Regions from separate parts of the Bicyclus anynana genome. Here region 1 is linked to region 2. The links are chromatin contacts, called in public Hi-C maps. All regions are on one chromosome and are shown on one strand. The core of a region is the stretch at or near the end of the contact, and the rest is flanking DNA. Distances in the headings are between cores, read along the strand shown. Region 1 overlaps LOC112042839. Region 2 overlaps LOC112042839.

The links. A called contact is a pair of places that touch in the nucleus more often than the background predicts.
Region 1: a Hi-C map of whole body shows a contact between it and region 2, with 2.5 times the contacts expected there. The contact joins two enhancer-like sites. A contact is called at or near these places in 2 of 2 Hi-C or Micro-C datasets (whole body and whole larva).

The regions. Positions count from the first base shown.
Region 1 is chr12:7,128,686-7,133,226 of ilBicAnyn1.1, reverse strand. The region is part of intron 3 of LOC112042839; the gene reads left to right. Among protein-coding and RNA genes, the nearest start is that of LOC112047940, 100 kb to the right of the region's middle. Within about 2 kb of position 1,681, at least 6 of the 8 cell types and tissues checked have open chromatin away from gene starts, as enhancers often do.
Region 2 is chr12:7,083,884-7,088,089 of ilBicAnyn1.1, reverse strand. LOC112042839 reads left to right here. Exons shown (of 6, transcript XM_024078008.2): 5 at 3,129-3,291. Among protein-coding and RNA genes, the nearest start is that of LOC112047940, 55 kb to the right of the region's middle. Within about 2 kb of position 2,714, at least 8 of the 8 cell types and tissues checked have open chromatin away from gene starts, as enhancers often do.

The DNA.
Region 1 (4,541 bases), core at 432-2,931, 46 kb before region 2:
GACATTCAGTCGATCCTCGAAACATTTACAATTTACATTTTGCACTCAAAAAAGAAAATGTCATACGGCAGTTAAATTTCATGATTTTCAGAAATGACAGCCATTACAAGATTATCACATCACGATAAGGACTACAATCACGGCTGTTGAACGTGTTGGAATAATACAGTTGGACGCGTGCGCACTGTTTTTTACAACATTATCCGTTATATCACTTGTTACATATCTTGACAGTATAATACAGTAATGAGGTCGTAATCCTAGCCAATATTTGGAAACAAATAGACGATTACTAAGACTCATTTAATAATATATCTCAGACTTTTTAAGCCAAAACTAGAGAGGACAGGCGATTCATACAACATTAAGTACAACCAGATTACTCATATGTTGAACAGTGGATGTTTAATGACTGCTAATGATTAATGTCTAATGAGTGACCACTAGTAATGATGGTTATTTTTTCATCGTCATCATCATTATCTTTATCATCATGGACGTCCACTGCGGGATATCTAGGCCTTTTGTAGGGACTTTCAAACACTACAATCTGCATCCAGATAACGACTTGCTGGATGTCGTCAGTCCACCCGGCGAGGGGTCGACAAACACTGCGCATTTTAGCCCATGGTTGCCGTTCCAGCACCTTGGGATCCCATCATCCATCGGCTTTTCAAACTTCGTGCCCTCCAATTGCTATTTTAGCTCACAACTCGGTGAGCTATGTAAGTAATTTTGGTTCTTTTGCAGATCTTATAATTTCTGATACGATCACGCAGAAATACTCCATGCTTGTTCCATCACCCGTGACTCTGAGTCTCATTATGAGGCCAATAGTTAGCGACCAAGTCTCGGAACCGTAGGTCATCATCGTAAGCATAGCTTATAGGAATTTTAGTAAAAGTTTTAGATCTGGCGTACTCGCGAGAACTTACCTAATAATTCAGTCGAACATTCCCAACTTTACCATCAACAATAGACTCTGAAAAATACAATAATATCAGGTTTGTCTACGCATATTTTGCTAAATGCAATTGTTTCTTAATTACCGTGATGAAATGCTGGTTTATTTTTAAGTTTCAGTGTTTTTCCCCGATATTTTTTGTTTATTTAAATACATTAGTCTCACTATTGCTAGTTAGTGCCTACTGTAATTACTTGTAATAAGTTAGAATATATATACGTTTCAAACGTCTTATTATGGACAATAGACCTTTGTTTCGGAAGATAGATTGGTTGGTGGATGTACTGATAGTTATAAGGTACTCGTAAGTTTGAAAATCCTGAAGAGACATCTAAGTTTTGTATTGCACAATGTTTGGAATTTTGTCATTTTACGAGTATACACTTGGTACACAAGTGAAAGCGATAAAGAAGAATTGATTAGAATCAGTTTCCGATTCAGACGAAATCTACCTGATTTCGTCTGAATTAATGCATCATCACTTCAATCAGGTGGCTCAGTAAGCAAGTAGATACCTATGTTATAAAGAGTACATAATTATTTCTAATACCCTGGGAAATAGGTATTTCCCAAGGGATTAGAAATAATCTTGTATACTTGTATGTCTGGCGTCTGACCTTCATTTGTCAAAGTAGACTGTATGATATACAATATACATACGAGTATATCACCTGTGGTAGTATAGGCATCTGACTTTTCGTCATGGTTAATATTTTGAGAACCACTTACAATAACAGGATTATTAAATTCGTAACTCAATGCCACTAGTACATATATATCAGTTTAAAAACAAGAAACCTGTTACTTTCTGACGTATCTATACGACCAACATAATATTATTTATTGTATTTTTTATCTCACAATATTTCTTAGAAAAAGCGGGAGTATGGTATTCAATGATTCATACATACAGTCATGTGTTTTACTACATGACAATATTTTTTAATTATTATTTATTATCTAATGTTATGTAGAAAAACAAGTTTTTGTTTATTATTCGAAGTCAACCGTTGTGTTTGACTCAGTGCAAGGTTTTCAGCCATAATAATAATAAGATATAATTTATCTTTACCTTTTCCTATTTAAAAATATCTAAAAAATGTAAATCCTATTTACAGCTATTTTCCTATATATTTGCTGTTTGATATATAAGGCGAAAGGGTTTTGGGTATGTATATTTGCTGGATATTCTACTATTACCTTACTACCACATCCAAAGCTGTCTACCTAAATAAAACCATAATCATAACCTATTTTTTTACGTGGAAAATTAACATGAGTCACTACAGTGACTTTTCACAGTGTACTTTTTTGTGTTAACTCTAACACAAAAAGTCACCTGACTCACTTTTAAAAGGGGTAAAGTTTTCCGCTAAACGTTACAGTAGCCCCGATTTAAAAGCACGAATCACATGCATTTTAGCATGAGTAATATTGTGGACACACACACACATAATATAATAACGCACACATCCAAAGACACCCTGCGTTTACCTATTTCGTCATATTGTTCCACTTAACTCATTATACACGAGTGTATAGATGTCGCATGATTCATACTGCGGTGTTGCGAACTTTGATGTCAAACACAAGTCAAAATAAATCCACAGAATACATAATAATAGTTACAGGTAACTAATTTTCAGTATTCAGTTGTAAGGTTCTAGTGTCTTGTCGTGATTTTTATAACATCAATCGCATTTTATTTGGGTAAGTAATAAGTATTATAATAGTCATTGTTATTGTTTCGTTTGGGTGTTCTGTCACTTATTAATTAAGTCTATGTAACTATATTTAAATCAAATCAAAGTACCTAGGGGAATTATAAATTTACGCAAAGTAACATCATCATCTCCTTTACCTTATCTCACTTTAGTGGGCTCGGCAAAATATGTCAATTCGCTTCTTTCATTCATTAACTATAAACATCTACACCTTTTACACATGCCCTGGTTCACTCATTCCAACCATACGCCCTAACATCGGGAAAAGGATTGGGCGATACCCGATCCTTTTCATCATCATCATTATCAACCCATATTCGGCTCACTGCTGAGCTCAAGTCTCCTCTCAGAATCTGAGGGGCTAGGCCACCATAGTCCACCACGCTGGCCCAACGCGGATTGGCAGACTTCACACACGTAGAGAATTAAGAAAATTCTCTGGTATGTAGGTTTCCTCACGATGTTTTCCCTTTACTGTTTGAGGCACATGATATTTAATTTCTTAAAAAGCACTTATCTGAAAAGTTGAAGGTGCATGCCCCGGGCCGGATTCGCCTACCTACGCCATAAATCCACTGAGATAATCCTTTAACACTTGACATAATTATTATTTTTTAGTTTTGGCTAGTTTTTTCGAGCGGCTTGCCTTCACCCTTTTTGTGATTTCTTATTTTTTACGCTGGTATCGCACGGATAACTTACGCAAAGTATAACCTTTTCATATTTAAAAATAGCGAAAAGTAGTACTATCTAATGTTAAGCTGTATAACGTTATTTTAACTGAACGTAAGTATTAGGTAACTAACCTGGAAACAATATAATCGTGAAGCCTCATAAAACAAAGGTTACTGAACTTTGAGGGTAAATGTGCGTGGCTTTTTACTTTACATTTATGTGAGAAGCATTAGTTTATACGGAAAATTCCCACATGTGATGTTTTTATTTAGAACTTGGAGAGTTCCTGGGATATGTCTAGCTTAAATAAATTTAGGATATTGTGTTTTCAAAATTGGTTTCGGTTCGGTCTTGTGATAGGTGTCGGCTGTGGCTAGTTATCTCCAAACCGACAGAGACGTATAGCCAAGCGACGTCATGTAGATATAGTCGGAAGCAATTTTTATGAAATTTCCGAACATCCTGCGTTTATGCTTCACAATACAAGATTTAAGGTGTCCGTGGACAACATTAAGTCAACAACAACCACATTTTTTGTACTCCCTTAAACCTATTGTTAACAAAAAATCACAATGTCAACCAGGCAATGTCATCTACATACTCTATGATATCAATAAAGGGGTGTCAGTAGGCATGGATGACATATTTAACACGCATAAATGAACTTCACTTGTAACTATGTATGTAAGAAAATCTTAGAATCTTAATTTGCCTACTTCCCGGTCTTCGATTAAGATGAAATTTTGCACACGCTCTGAGTTCTGATGACAATACATGACTAGCTAAGAAACGTTATTACAAATCCATTATGGCGGCCTCCCCAAGATGGCGGACTGTTTGAAATCCACCCCCATGATATGAAAAAATACATTATGAAATCAAGACAAAACACATGTCCAACTTGCTATTGTTAGTAATTCTCCAGTCAAGAATTACTAACAATAGCAAGTTGGACATAATATGTTTTCTGTGATTATATCAACTATAGGTACTCAAAATTAGGCGTAATCGGAATCAGGAGCTAACTTGTCATGGAAAATAAAAAAACAAGATACTTATCTCGTTTATTATAATGGGTTTTCAAGTTCTGTTTACTGTTTACTCTATTTACACGCAAACATGCGTATACTTTAGCAATAGCACAGTAATGACGTCTACGTTTGTGTAATACACGTTTC
Region 2 (4,206 bases), core at 1,465-3,964:
TCAAGTTATCGACTAATATCATGTTCTATTAAATGACGATTGATCGTAATCATTGCACATCCATTACACTATTTATCAAATTCTCCCTATTGTCATCATATTTAACTTTTTTTATTTTGACGTCAATGCTTGACTTGAAACTAATAAATAATAATCAGAAAGTTTTTAATTTTTATATTACTTCAGGCGTTTTTCATATTATAAGTACCTAAGTCGTCGTCATCAACCCATATTCGGCTCACTGCTGAGCTCGAGTCTCCTCTCAGAATGAGAGGGGTAAGGCCAATAGTCCACCACGCTGGCCCAATGCGGATTGGCAGACTTCACACACGCAGAGAATTAAGATAATTCTCTGGTATGCAGGTTTCCTCACGATGTTTTCCTTCACCGATTAAGACACGTGATATTTAATTTCTTAAAATGCACAACAACTGACAAGTTGGAGGTGCATGCCCCGGACCGGATTCGAACCCACACCCTCCGAAATCGGAGGCAGAGGTCATATCCACTGGGCTATCACGACTCTCTCTCCTAAGTACAGTACCTACCATGCATTACCATACTACCTGCATTGTCAAAGGCAGTCTTAATGTTATATCTTCTTAATTATTGAGCATCATTTAATATGTACATTAATTCTATAATTATTTGTATACCATATACTTGAGTAGGTTTTTAAAACAGATGAAGCACTGTCGTTATATTTTTTTCTATCGCTCTGTTTCAGTTTATCAAATTATAGGTTTAACCGTTATGTGGTGGTTTGTTATTATTTTTAGACTCTTTCAACAGAGATAGTCCCTCTTAAGTAGAATAAAAAAGATATGATTCTTCTTTTTATTCTGGAACATTAAAAATCCCGTCATTGACGAATATAAATCGCTGAGATGCGTTGACGTAGGATCGTTTAAATGATTTATTATTTCAAAACCCTGCTTTGTATTACAAACTAGTTTTACCTATTTTTTTTGGAAATCACATGCAAAGGTGAGCAAAAAGTTTTCTCACGAAATCTTAAAACAATAGTCATTTTACACATTGCTTGTTATACAAACCGCTGGAGCTTGGTAAATTAATTTTAATAGATTTAATTTAAAATTCGAATACACATTAAAATTTAATGAATCATTTAATTCTGAATAAGTCATTCGAAATCTTTACAAAAGTATAAAAGAACTGGTATAAGTAATTGGCTTCGCACGTGTGAACTTTGCGTCAGACGCCTAATGTAATATTGATATCGCCCATGACTTCAATTACGTAGATCAAAGTATATTTCTACTTTAGTTTCTACTGTGTGCGATATATAAGATTCAAAGTTAGATATCTGATTAATTAAGCTACCCATGTGAAAGGCAGTCGCTTTATATTCAAATCCCTTTATAATCGATCCTAATAATTGGTTTTTCAAAATTAGGTATCTCACATCTAGACAGGCAGATTAATAATGAACAAGAAATTTTTAGAAGATGTCTACAACTTGATCAGGTTTAGTTTTTGTTATTACTGATTCTATACTTAATTTAACATTGTGGAGTTAATGTCTTTTAAATTACATGCCAGTAACATGCACAACATTCTAACAGTTTCATTTAGTACAGTCAGTTTAGAGGAAAATAGCATAACATTATTACTATTAGTTAGTTTAACTATTAAAAATCACAAATATTGCAACTTTACAGTTATTAGGAATATCGATAATATCGATTTATTACTTTCGCGAAATAAAGAGGTTTCTGTTGAATATCTGCCGACATTGACGGTATCCTCTAGACGGTTCTCAAGGGTAACATCTTATAATGGCTAAACTACCTGTGTTTTTTATCCCACATTCGAGTCAAAGCCCCGAAGGCATACTTGTGTTAGGAACGGACTAAGGGCAATGCACCTTCCCGGTCTCCCTTACCCTGTAGCCCTACTTTACCTTTTTAAGTAGAAAGCATTAAACACACACCTCCTTGTTTATACCCCATGCTTACGAGCTCGATAGAAAGAGATGCAATATTTGTGACTATTGCGTTTACTTTATCCATAGAACCAGCTGTGTTAAATGTATACGCGGCTTTGCGTTTGTATTTTATGGACTTTGAACTCGGCTGATGGTGAAATGTCTCCCTCAGATTTGTTACTATCAGTGGAATCAATACGGGTCTGTTATCAGTTGCTGCAAAAACTATGCCAGTATAGGAGGCGTGTTCACTGTTTACTTATGGCTACATAATGGCTACATTTTCTAGGAAGCTCTAATCTCTTGCGTAGATAAAGTGCAATAATTTTTTGATCGATACTTTTGTTTTATCTAGTACTATACCAATGCACTTATTTCTAATATCAACGTGTTTATCTAGTATTTATGTCATGTTTGGTAACTATCTATCTAGTTTATAAGATAAACCTTCAACGCAAGAATAATACAGATACTGGATATTGGTGTTAACGTTCCGATTTCACTCACAGTCGTCATTAAACTAGATTTGGAAATCTGGGTATAAGAAAAACGTCAGAATTAAATTTATAGCTCGGGCAGCAGGGATATACCAAGCCGGTTAGTCCGTTTGGTGCGTCATTATCGTGACGATTCGACATGAGAGCGGCAATGGTATCGCAATCATTGTAGTTTTTCATGGAAAACGACCACATCGTCGGCCCCTCTCCTCCCACCCCCCGCCGCACTAGCGCCGCGTCAGACGCGAGCATATAAAAGCCATCCGCGCCCCTCCACTTCAACTCAGACGCATGGAGTACTCCGTAGAGGTCGTTTGGCACGAGCGAGCGCTTTGCTAGGCACCTGCCGGCCAATCTTCACGATAACATTCTAGTCACCCGCTGGCGCAGCTGAAGCTCGCATAACGCGGTCTACCGCGCGTTCCTATACGAGCAGTGATATGTGCAATAGCTCTACTTACAAAATAATTGTGATAATTTATTTTAATTAGTTATTAGTTATACGCGTTTAGACCGCAATACGGCTGTGAGTGAAATTGTGAATTGGATATGTTGTGACTGCCCGACTGGAACTATTTACCTGTGATCCAACCCAGTGTGTTTAGTTGTTCTTGCGTCGAAGGACCCTTTACAACCATGGTCGGAAACAACGGCACTATGATGGCGATTCGCATCGTCCACAGCAAGCTGCGCAAGCGCGAGGAGCACTCGGCTTCGGTGCACCCGGCCGAGGCAGTGCTCCAGGCAGCGCCGCAGCCACCGCCCGAGCCTCTTGCCTTCCGTCAGCAGCCCTTGTGGCAGTTCCCACCGCCGCTGCCCCCGCCTTACGTCTATTCTCACGATCAGGTTCGTACAGTCCATTATGAACTAAATTAAGAAAATTCAAAATCAAGTCTAGACGCTACAAAAAAATAATAAATGTTGGCAGTAGTGTACCATATTAATAGAAAACGTTACAATCCCGCCACAGCTGATAGTCTTGACCTGAATATGATTCTCATAACATGTGCAATATTGTGGCATTAATTCGTTCTGTAGCCAAAACATTGTTAGTAGGTATTAAGGAAAGTGAGCATTATGAAAAGAAACGCGACGCTTAAAGTGCAGTCCCCTCCACATTGGAGAGAGTTGGCTTAAGTGACGATATCTAAGCGCAAAATAAATTTAAATGTCGGAACACGCTCACTGAGTAGAAAGCTGTGCAAGGCGAACATGTTGTAACCGTTCGACCTTCTTTCTTAAACGAACAAAGGAGGCTAATGCAGTGTTGAGCTCTTAAAATTGCAGTCTCGTAAATGTTTTAACCTTAATATCACGGTCTAGTTAATGCTTCCAGAGGTTTACGTAAACAATTCATTGCACGTGTTTAACCTATGTTTATTAAACGTTTGAGTATGAGTATGGCCACCTATATCGTGACTGTACCAGGAAGTAAAGAATGCTAATGTGCCTACTGCCTTTGAATTCAAGGCTCGTCTTATATTTGTAGCTTCAATGCTCAATACATAATGTCTTCCTAGACTTTTGTAGACAGTAGGTAGCGTTGTTGCTTCTGGTATAGCTACAGGGCCCGTTGTCATTGTTGCCTCCTTAGAACCTCTATAGAAATATTAAACAAAAGATAATATTATAATGCCAAGCGAGTACGTTAAGAGAAACGACAGTTACAAAAGTTCCCGCGTCGTTGTTAGTAATAATATTTAACGTTCGACGAACGACCTTCTTTCAACGTTTGGATAGCAACCGAGGCTTAAAATAACT